Regions from separate parts of the Mus musculus genome. Here region 2 is linked to region 1. A link is a contact called in public HiChIP or PLAC-seq data. All regions are on one chromosome and are shown on one strand. The core of a region is the stretch at or near the end of the contact, and the rest is flanking DNA. Distances in the headings are between cores, read along the strand shown.

Evidence for each region. HiChIP or PLAC-seq counts read pairs in DNA pulled down with a chosen protein or histone mark.
Region 2: a contact with region 1 is called in a CTCF HiChIP or PLAC-seq map of CD8 T cells, with 7 read pairs. The contact joins two enhancer-like sites. A contact is called at or near these places in 3 of 15 datasets of contacts at CTCF or cohesin (CD8 T cells, large pre-B cells and pro-B cells), 13 of 484 Hi-C or Micro-C datasets (the CH12 cell line, Th1 cells, adipose-derived mesenchymal stem cells and 7 more), 4 of 115 datasets of contacts at active chromatin or transcription factors (the 230-238 cell line, CD8 T cells, the NIH/3T3 cell line and 1 more) and 1 of 9 other capture datasets (embryonic tail).

Annotation. Positions count from the first base shown.
Region 1 is chr4:95,300,171-95,305,813 of GRCm38.p6, reverse strand. No RefSeq gene overlaps it. Among named protein-coding and RNA genes, the nearest start is that of Gm32240, 95 kb to the right of the region's middle. Within about 2 kb of position 2,298, at least 135 of the 459 cell types and tissues checked have an H3K27ac peak or open chromatin away from gene starts, as enhancers often do. A contact at or near this core is called in CD8 T cells, where this site is marked.
Region 2 is chr4:95,705,004-95,710,646 of GRCm38.p6, reverse strand. All of the region lies in intron 6 of Fggy (FGGY carbohydrate kinase domain containing), which reads right to left. Among named protein-coding and RNA genes, the nearest start is that of Fggy, 150 kb to the right of the region's middle. Within about 2 kb of position 2,271, at least 13 of the 459 cell types and tissues checked have an H3K27ac peak or open chromatin away from gene starts, as enhancers often do. A contact at or near this core is called in CD8 T cells, where this site is marked.

The DNA.
Region 1 (5,643 bases), core at 1,049-3,548:
ACATAATCTCCCATATAATTCATCCCTTCTATCGTGGGTTCCGAACACATGACATCTATGTCTTTCAAGCCAAAATTAGGCCCTTGACTTCAGGCCCAGCCTCCTAGCATGTGATATTTTTGATTTCCTCAGAAATAGTTGCAATATCTTTAACTCTCTCCTCCCTTAACCTCCATGGTATTTGTCTTAGTTATAGTTTCTATTGCTGTGATAAAACACCATGACCAAAAAGCAAGCTGGGAAAAAAAAAAGTTTATTTGGCTTACACTTCTGCATTACTGTACATTATCAAATGAAGCCAAGACAGGAACTCAAACAGGGTGGAAACTTGGAGACAGGAGCTGGTGTAGAGGCCATGAATGGGAGCTGCTTTCTAGCTTGCTTTCATGGCTTGCTCAGCCTACTTTCTTATCGAACCCAGGATCACCAGCCCAGGCACAGCACCACCCACAATGGGTTAGAATCTCTCTGATCAGCCACTAATTAAGAAAAAAACCTTAACAGGCTTGCCTATAGCCCCTCTCATGAAAGCATTTCCTTAATTGAAATTTCCTCTTCAGATGACTGACCAGCACAGTATTCAATATTAGCATCCAACCAATCAATACATAAATAAAGGAAGAACCAGCTCTTTTCCCTCCTATTTGTTGCCCTGTACCTTCCTCATCTCTAGGCAGTATCCCTGGCATTGTAAGGATGAACACAGCTCCCTAGTTTCTGACCTCTTTATTTCCCTTCTGTCTTACTTGGTCCTGTATGGTCAGACAGTCTTTGCCCTTTAAGGATTTGTCTCTTTTAAAGTTTTAAGCACCAACCTTCTCTTCCCTAAGAGAAACCCAAGCAGAATGCTCCCCGAGACCCTGTGAACATACTCTCACCTTTAACATTGAGTTTGCCTTGTTGGCTGACCAGTAGTCATCCCAGCTCTATACTTGCCTTGAAAGACAAGTGGGGAACAAGTTTAGGCCTTGTCGCACCTGCAGGTCCAATATGTCTTCATCTTCTTCCAGGAGGATGGATTCTACCTGTTCAAACCTTCATCCTTGTTCCCAAGGGGCTCCCCCATCTCTAGCCCTTTCTTCCTCAAATAAGTCACTACACTATAGTTAGGACAATGAATTGCCCCTCGAGGCAAGTCCCCCTCAGTCATGTTCCTGCTCTACTGTCTTCAGTGGTCCTTGGTGATTTCAGAAGGGTACCCTCTCCCCAGGTTCCTAAGACCCAGATCTTGTTGCTCCTTCTCTCTCCTTCATCATCATTGATTTACTCCATCCCTCTTTGCTATGTCAAATCGATGAGAACACTCGAAGCATTCCTGACAATATGACCACAGATTCTTTCCTCATTGGGATGCCTGCTGCCAACTTCACCTTGCTGAAATCTTCTCTGTAGTCCTTAGGTAGGTGTAGGATATCCTTCAAGGCCCTCTACATCCACATTTTTTTCTGTTCCCTGGTACTCTGGGTCCAGGAAGTTAGACTGGGTCTGTAGTTTCTTGAGTCTTCTGTTTTTGCTCATGAGTTGCTCACATTAGGAAGCAGCTATCACATGCTGGGCTGGGACCCAGGCACTGCAGATCTAGAGGTTAATAAATGATCACTGCTCTCTGTGCCAACCTCTGACTTCAGCACAGGCAATTACACTTGAGCCTCATTAGACATAATGACTATGAGCACAGCACCAATTAGTAGACAAGTCCTAGTTCTGTGAATTAGCTGGGATGTGACTTGGTTATCACTCTGAGCCTCAGTTTCCCAATCTGCAAGTACAAATAAGAGTGGGACCTCGGGCACTTGCTCTGAGTATGCTGAAGTAGTTAGCATGCTGCCCTGACTTGTACTTGACACTCAGTGAGCATCCATTATTCATTTTATTATAGCAGGTTTGTATAAATTAAGTAAATAAATAGATCTATTCTTGAATGAGAACTGACTGAAGGCTCCACTCACTCAGGTCCAGTTGTCTCCCATCCTCTCCCAGCAGCCACAACTATGCTGTTTTTTTCCAAAATTTGGGAGTCCTGGGTCCTGAAGAAGTGACCCTGGCTTTTGCTCCAGTTTCCTTGCTTCAGAATACTGTTCCCAGAGCACCATGACCCACTCTGTGGCTAACACATCTGGGTGCAGGTGGTCCTGGGGTTTGTAAACAAGAGTTGCCAGACTCTAGCCTGAAGTTCCTGGTTTCTCAGAAACTGCCTGGTTTCCTGCTCAGCTGTTGCTTTTTCTGAAAGGCTTCTATAAGCCCCACTGCCCTTCTGGTAAATCTGACTGGCAGGGGTTCCACTTTCGCTTTCGCTGGACACCCCCTGAGGGAGATTTCTCAGCAGTAGGGGCACTTTCCTTTCTCTTTTGGCCCAACCCTGTCTTCCCCCAAGGCTTCAGAGCTTTTAGGATGTACTTAGTTTCACACTGCTGCTCCTCACAGTATCCAGATTTCCAGCTGCCTCAGAGGTTAGTGAGTGTGGTACTGTGGAGTCTGGCCTGTCAGGGGCACGCTTCCCATCCGATGCCTTGGCTCAAACACTGGGGTTATTCCCTGGGTGCTGAGGAACCTGCAGTCAGCCTCCATCTGAAAACACTAAACAGAGGACTTAGAAACACTTCCTACATTGGCAGCAGCCTGCTGTTATAATTGTTCTGTTCTATCTGTAATTGTTCATCTTTTACTGGGCCTAATTTGAAAGCTGAACCTTATTGTGGGTGTGTCTGTGTGGGAAAACCTTGCACACCCATACTTCCATGCTGTCTGTACTTTTAGGCATTGTAGCATCTTAGAACAAGTCCCCTGCGGACTATGGGAGCTTTCTGTATACTATCTGTTCCTCCTATCATCCCCACAAGGTGGACATGATCTCAAGCCAACAAAGGAGACATGGGTTTGGGTGATGAGAAACCTAGAGAGCAAAGGTTTAAAAAGAAAAACCCACACCTTTGACCTTTAGGAACAAAGTTTGTAATGACTGCAGATGGAAGGCCCCCAAGGGAAACTCACCACTGCTATTTCAATTGCCTTGATTTTTAGAAACTACCAGATTACTTGTGCGTATTTGTCTTTCCCCCTGACCACTTTTCCTCAAGAATTGGATAAGTGGTTCAGGTCAACTTGTCCACTTGCCCTAGTACATGGTTTGAGTTGAGGGAGGAGTGATGAGGGTCCAAGAAGCCAAAACAATCCAGAAAGCTGAGAATGGATGGAGGGTAGCTACGGGTACCAGATCATGGAGGGACTTATAGGGCACCGGAGGAGCTGAACTGAATTCTACGTGCAAGAGGAAGCCACTGGAGGCTTCAAAGCAGAACTCTTGCATGATATAAAAAGATAATTCTGCAGTAGAGTGAAAGGCAGCTAGAAAAATCCAACAAAGCTGTGTTGAAAGCTATCTCAGCACCTCAGGACAGATCTGTGGGAGACTTACAGGCCTGCAGTTCTCAGGCTGCAACAGGACTGGGTAGAGCTTTCTGACCCAATTGCTAGGGTTTCCCCATCAGTGGTTCTGGGCAGGGCCTGAGAGTGTGTTTCTACCAAAGTTGGTACTACTGCTCCTCCGGCGCTACTGTCTTAGAAAAGATGAGGCTGGAGAGGATGAGCAGGGCATGACTTATCCCCCAGAAGATCTTCATATAGGTGAAAAGTAGGTGAACAGCAAAAAGAAGTAGTTTGAAAGCAGCAGATGTGTGTCTGTTATCAAATACCCAACCCCCTCCATGCAGGTGGAGGAGATGCCCTAGGAAGCTTGTAGTAGAGGTATTGGTCAGTGGAGTTTCAATGCTTAAATGTCAGGTGACCAGCTAAGGGAGGAACTTGGGGAGAGTAGTAGAAGACAGTATGCAAATCAAAGGGCATGTAGAAAGCAGCAGCATGTTTAAGAGATTGGGGCCAAGAGACCCAAAATGAAGGGTCTGGTGTACATCTGAGAGTTGCTGAAAGCAGCTAAGCACACACTTCAGGGTGCTCCCAAAGTTTCTAAGTCCTTCCGATCACATTTAGAGAATTTCATGGTTAGGTTCATCTTTTAGCTGGGTTATCAGGTTCATCAAAAAGCAGCAGTTGTTTCTTCTTTGCGTGGCTTGAATCTGGGCTGCTGGTAATGCAGGCAGTCATTCTAACCCCAGTCACATGCTAGAGTCAACGGTCATCGCGATCCAGAGCGCCAATGCCTTTCAGGGCTACAAACAGTTCTGAGGATCTGGGTTGTGTGGACAGCATGGTTCTGTGGGCTCCTGGGAGGCAGCATAATGTCATTTCTTCTGTTTTTTTTCAATGCTTATTTGAACTTTGGGTTTAACTGGGTTTCTTATATTTTATCTAGAAATCCACATCTAAGGGCAGGAGCCGAGCTTCCCCTCCGGAATACTCACTGATGTGATTATTGCTTTGTCTACCTGGGGCATAAGATTGACACAGAAAGCTTCATGGAGTCAGTTTCAAAACAGGAATGGCCAGGCCTGACAAATAACCTTGCTAACCTAAGTCTTGCTGCTTAGACCAAGGCAAGAGGATTGCAAGTTCCAGACTTGCTTTGTGAACAGAGTGAATTTCAACTAGCTAGAATACTTTTCTGAAACCCTATTTCAAAACTTAAAAACTTAAAGGAGGGCTAGAAATAAAGCTTTGGTAGCAGATCTTGCTTCACACGCAAATGAGTCTAGGCTCAGTTTCCAGCGTATACCCAAGCATAGTACAGAGTGGCCCAACTCCTCCAACGTCTCCCCAGAGGGAACCTGGAAAATAAGGGCAGGAGCAGAATACCCTGGGATGACAGGGGCAGTCATGCCCTAGGTTCTGTTTCTAAAGCTCTTCAGTGGTCCTCACGCTGGTCCCTGCTCTCATCTCCTATCTTCTGAACTCACTGGAGAAAACTCAAAAAGTGATTACTTGGATCAATACATGTAAACCTCACCTTCCTTCCTGACATCATATAACCTGGGTCTAAGAAGATTGTTGGTTTGTTTTTCCAGGTTACAGGGATCTAGAAGATCACAGAAGATTGTCTGACCTCAACAATATTGTATAAATTACCCCAAACCCTACCCCCCAAAAAAGTTTTGAAATCTAAATATGTGGACAAATTTGTGCTAAAATTTACTTTGTTCTTGACTGGTATTTAAGACAGACCCTTGACTTGTACAAGTTTTGATCACTTCTTCATAGCCTGACCCCCCACCACCTGTGCCCTGTGTCTAGCAGTTTCTCCCAGCAGTATATGTCTGAGCTCCTTGGTAAACTGGCTTCTTGCATGTGTTCAATCTGCTTTGTCTTCCACAGTTAGCAGGATGCCTCAGGTGAGATCACAGTTACATGGGGCATGTCTTGCCTCCTGGGCAGCCCCAGGGACATGTGTTAGATACAACTCAGCATCACAAAGCAGAGGGCTAATAGCCTGCTCTAGCAACATCCACAAGATGATGCTTCCAAAGGCATCCAGAATGGGGCTCAGGAGGCCTTAAAGAGTGCCTGCCGTATGCACAACATCAGGAGCCAGAGCTTCAAAATGAATGTCCATTCCATCCTTTAGCCACTGCACTTCTATATCATAGGTTGTATATACCTAAGACTGAGCACAGAGCCTGTGACAAAATATGTAGTCCCCACCCCCTGTTTTCCATTTATGTCTTGTTCAACCATTCACTGAATGGTTATAAA
Region 2 (5,643 bases), core at 1,022-3,521, 400 kb before region 1:
TCAGCCTTGTCTTTCATGAGCTGGAATTGCTCAAAGCTTTCTCACATCCATTTCTATTCCCTCTCTAAAGATGGTAACACATATCCACAGCATCCGATGACAGTCCCACTGCTGACATCCATCCTTACCTACTTCCCCAGCATAGACCAATACTATTTGTAAGGTATTTACTAAGCACTCATATTCTGAATTGTTTTCTATTTGCTATGTGCCATTGAGTATGCTCTAGCAGCCTATAACAAGAACGCAAAGACAATAAAAAATAAAATAGACTAAAGAGTAAATGAATCCAAGGGTGAACACAAAATGAAGTGAGATGAATTTATTAGTGCTCACAAGCCCACTACAAATGAGTCTCCAGTTTGCTTTGCATACTCAATGTAGCAAAGGGGTTAAGGGACATTGTGGAAGTTGCTCAATGTGATATCTATGTGAAACAGAAAAAAAATGAAAGTCATTATTAAAGAGAGGAGAGAGAGAGAGAGAGAGAGAGAGAGAGAGAGAGAGAGAGAGAGAGAGAGACAGAGAGAGAGATTGATTGGTTGTGTTCTTATACCAGACAAGATCTACCCCATCAATGACACATTAAGAGAGCCTCAGGGAAGAACTAACTTTCACAGCACTAGAAGGTAATATGCAAGCTTCTAAGGAAGGAAAGAAATAGTCTTACCCAGCTATAATGCCCATAAACCACACCAATGACCCACATGACAAGACTTCCCTAAAAGTGCAACAGTGACATTTATATCTTGGTGGTAACTAATAGCCATCTAACTGTACTCAAGGCCTGCTTAGCAGGTGGGAAAACTAGTCAACTGCACCTGGCTTGTGAGGCCATGGATCTTAGACGAGGACCTACAAGATCCATTGTGGTAAACAAGTTTAATTCCTAACTGTAGTCTAAATACTTATCTGCACATGGACAGATAAGCATAGATCTTAACAACCATCAAAACACTTGGTTTTTTTTGCAACAGCAGGGGACCATTATAAAAAAAGCCCAAATGGTTAAAATGAACAACTGATACTAGGGTGCCTATCGCCAGCTGATAAACCAGAAAAAAAAAAAACCAACAACAACAAACAAACAAACAAACAAAAAACCTCCTGCACCTGTGTCTCAGGAAACCCTGAGGAAAAAAACATGAAAGTATTTTAAGAGCCATAAATCCATGAAGGTTGCTATAAGATTGTGCCTTCTAGCTATTACAGAAAAAACTACACTAATGAAATCACAACAGCATGTTCTTAATCAGGACTTGAACAATTCAAACAACAGTTGGCATCACAATGCAGATGGGAGCAATCTCACCAGGTCCCATGCCTAGATGAAGAGGTAAATGCGATTAAAAACTGATGAGATAGGGAGAATTGGTCTTTCCCAGGGATTAGTCCCCTGTGTGGTTATCCAATGCTAAGTACTCACCACTAGAAATATGAATATATATGTACGTATATATTCATAATATGAACATATATATGTAACACTGAAAGAACTCTGCAGGCTGTATTTATATGATGATTTGTTCCTATGTCTATACAAAGGCTGAAGAAAAAGAATCCATAAATTCAGGTTGGACATGGGGGAACAGAATGGTGAATGGGGAAGGATAATGCAAATATATTTTAGTTCAATTTTTAAAAGGCTTTATATGAAGTCACTGAAGTTACCAAGCAGATATACTGCTTGCCCTTTGAACCCCACACAGGTTAAGTACTGGTTTGGTAGTACAAGGCAGCATCAGGTTGCAAACTCATGTTAGTCTAGCTCCCCAACAGTTACCCCAAAGTAAGTCTGGAAAATAAACACTGTTTTCCCCCAGTAGCAAGAGTCAACCTCAGACCTTTGTGCATGGTGTGCATCACAGAACAAGCAAGACACTGCAAAGATTTTGCTTTTAACAACGTGCTGGCAGCTGAGTTGCTTCAGTTTAAAGCCAAGATACAAAGTCCTTGACAGAAAAGGGCAGGAGGAGGGGCAAAGAACATGAAGTATTAATAAGCCTCATAAAATCATTACCTTGTCCCTTAAGTAGCTTCTGAAATAGGAACAGCAGGGAAGAACACCAATAGGGGTATTTGGTTTGCTCTCCCCTCCCATACGTTGTATATTTCTACAGGTAAAATGGTATGAAAATTTAACAGAATTTTAATGTCATTCTCTAAGTTTTATGATACCACAAAGAGATGATCTTCATTCTGCTCACCACAAGAGGAGATGGGTCACAGAGTAGGTGGATCCATGACTCATTACCTCCCAGAACCTGCAGAGGCTGCCTGAGTGGCAGGCAAACTTCTGGGATCAATAAAGTTCAAGGCAAGGCAGCGCCTGCCAGAAGGCCTTAAAGAAAGTCATTAGTCAACTAGTGACCCGACAAACTCATCACAGCAGCCCCCTGTTGTGGATTCTCAGAAAGGTTGATCTGTGCTGAGAAACTTAAAAGGTCATGGGTATCTAGAAGTCAAAACTCACAGAATGGGGTTGAGGGAAAGAAACCACAGAAGAACCATGGAGACAGGGGTAGGTCACCTCAGACACCAAGGTCACCACTTACCTTCTGCGTGACCATGAAAGTGAGGCATAAGAGTGATGACATGTCACATGCAATGCAAAAGCTAGTGGGGCACAGGAGAAGCCTCTCAAGAATGCTGGATGAACCCCTCTCTAAATGAATGACAATGATGACATAGCATCTAGTGTGCACAGGATCTAGATGCAAGTCCTAGGCGAATAGCCTTCAGAGAAAGGAAAAGTAAACTAATTGTGTACTTGATGTGATTAAAACTACTAGTTCAGCCTCTCAAGGAAATATTCTGTTCCTTCTTTCCAGGAATGTCAGGAGCCATCTCCTCAGCTTCTGCGGTGGTACTCAGAAAGAGGATTCATAAGTGAAGGTGAGAGGTCTCTTCCAATCAGCACCAATGTGCTTGAGTGACAGGCGGCCTGGAATTAAAATCTTGCTGAATGCCTACCATGCTTGTCTTGGGAAAGGTGATTTCAGGAGGTGAGTCAAACTCAGCCTGTTCAACTGTTTCACACTGATTGCTATATCCAGGTCCCTGCTCCTCTAATGATACCACTCCCTACCTGCATTGCTGTGGCGTTTTAACTGTGAGGCTCCGAGGAAAACACATGTCTTCAAATGCAATCTGAGCTCTCTTGAACTGAACCTCTGGCCTATGAGATTCCAGAATCTATGGCTTTTTAAACCTATGACCTTGAACACCAGAATGCCCTGCACTGTAGTTTCTTCATTAGTATAATGATACAATATTACCTACCAAGACTGGTTAGGAAAATTAGATTAATATTAAGAAATCACCTTGAAGCGATTGATATACAATGCATGAACATCTGCTTGGTTTAGTCAACCTCAGCAACCTAACACTCTAGTTAATCTACGTAACCACTAAGTTTACAAACCATAACCACTAAGTAACCACTAAGTTACACACAAACCATAGGGAATCTGCATTTTCCCATTTCCTGTATTTTAAATAAAAAGGGAGGACTATACATGTACACCGAATAAATATATCCCACCAAAAGAGACAACTGGAGTTGGGAGGCAATTTGGGGGCAGGGGAGAAACCTAGGGCAATGGAAACTCCCAAAAATCTATTAGGATGGCCCTAGCTAATACTACTAGTAATAGGGAATATTTTTCCTGAACCTGCTATCTCCTGTAACCAGGCAAGACTTCCAGTGGTAGGCTTCATATACCAACCCAGCTGTAAAACCTTCAACCTACAATCCGTCCTGCCAGCATGATGTGCTGGGGTAAAGATGACATAGAAATTGTGGGAATAGTCAACCAATAACTGGTCCAGCCTGAGACCTGACCCATAACATGAGAGGGAGCACATCCATGACACAGTGCCTGGAGGAACAGAAACCAGAGGTCAGAAGGCCCAGAAACTAGGATAGAACCAAACATGACTAGGAAAATAAGTCAGTGAAATGATGGCTACTGACATTCTGCTATACTCAGATTGGTGCCTAACCCAATTGTTATCAGAGAGACTTCATCCAGCAATTGATGGAACTGGATGTAGAGACCCACAGCCAAACATTAGGCAGAGTTCAGGGAATCCTGCTGAAGAAGGGAAGGATTGTTCGAACCAGGGGGAGTTGAGAGCATCACAAGAAAAGCCAGAGAATCAACATAGACTCAAAGGGGCTCACTAAGACTGAAGGGACAATCAGGGACCCTGCATGGCTCTAACCTAGGCCCTGTCCATATATGCTATAGTTGTGTAGCTTGGTGTTTTGTGGGACTCTTAACAAAGGGAGGGGTATTTATGATCCTTTTTCCTACTTTTGGGGCCCTTGTCCTCTTACTGGACTGCCTCATCCAGACTTAATATGAGGGGAAGTACCTAACGTATTGTAACTTGATATGCCATGTTTAATTGATAGCCCTGGGAACCCTACCTTTTTCTGAACCAAAACAGAGGAGGAGTGGATGAAGATGGAAGAGGTGGGGGAGATGATGGAGGTGGTGGGTGAGCAGAGGGAGGGAGAGGAAACTGCTGTCAGGATGTAATATATGAAAGAGTAAGCTAATTAAAACAATATCCCTCCAATTCCTTCCATGTCCTCCTGTTCCTAGCTTTCTCTCAAATTGATAGCTTTTTTATTTTATTATAATTGCCATGTATATATGCAATATATAAAATTACAACCCGATGACTTCATTTTTGTTGTTTGTGCGCATATCATTCTAGGGCTGCAAAACCACTTATGGTGCTTATCTTTGGGAGAGGCTAATTCTCCTCTCAGCAGTCATTTGGCACCAACAGTTTTTTGTCTAGCACTGGGACTCCATGAGAATCTCCCTCTTCTGAGTTAGCATGTCTACTGATGGTGTCATTGTTCAGGTCTGGTTTAGAAAGCCCATCTCACAATTAAATTTCTGATCCTCTGGTCCTTTCTATTTTCTCCCCCATCTCTGATAATGTACTGACTGAGCATCAGGTATATGAGTTGTGCTTCAGATATATCCACCGAGGTTAAGCTCTGGTGATGGCTACGTTGTATACTGTTGTGGCTTTATGTAATGGTCTCCATTTGCTGTAAAGAGGTGTTCTTTGATGATAGATGGGAGGCAGCTATGGATTCTCTTCTAAGATCCACGACGTCAATAGCCCTGGGAAATCAGCTGTATGTACAGTACCAGGTATGATTTTCTTCCTGTTAAGTGGGCCTTAAGTCTAATTACATAGCTGATGGTTATCACTAAGATATGAGTGCAACTACTGCACCTATGGTTCATATGTATTACGGTTATGTAGGACTACCGATTTCTTCCTTCTCTTGGCAGCTTACATAGTAGTTTATGGTACTGTGGAAGCTAGACTGTAGGAAGGAAGCATTCAGGTTAGATCCAGATTTAAAAATCTGAGTCTTCTCTCTTAAGTGTTGGTGTCTTCAGCAATAGAGACCTACCTTCAATCTCTAAGAGGCAACCAAGGGCAATAGCAACAGACGACATTGTTTTGAGAGTCACCTGGACTACCCTGACCAACAACTAGATAAGAGATTTCTCATGCCTGGCACTGGGGATTTTGGTAGATAATCTATGGTCAGCATGTTAGGTCAGGCAATGTGGTATAACTACAATTAATATATGATATATGATA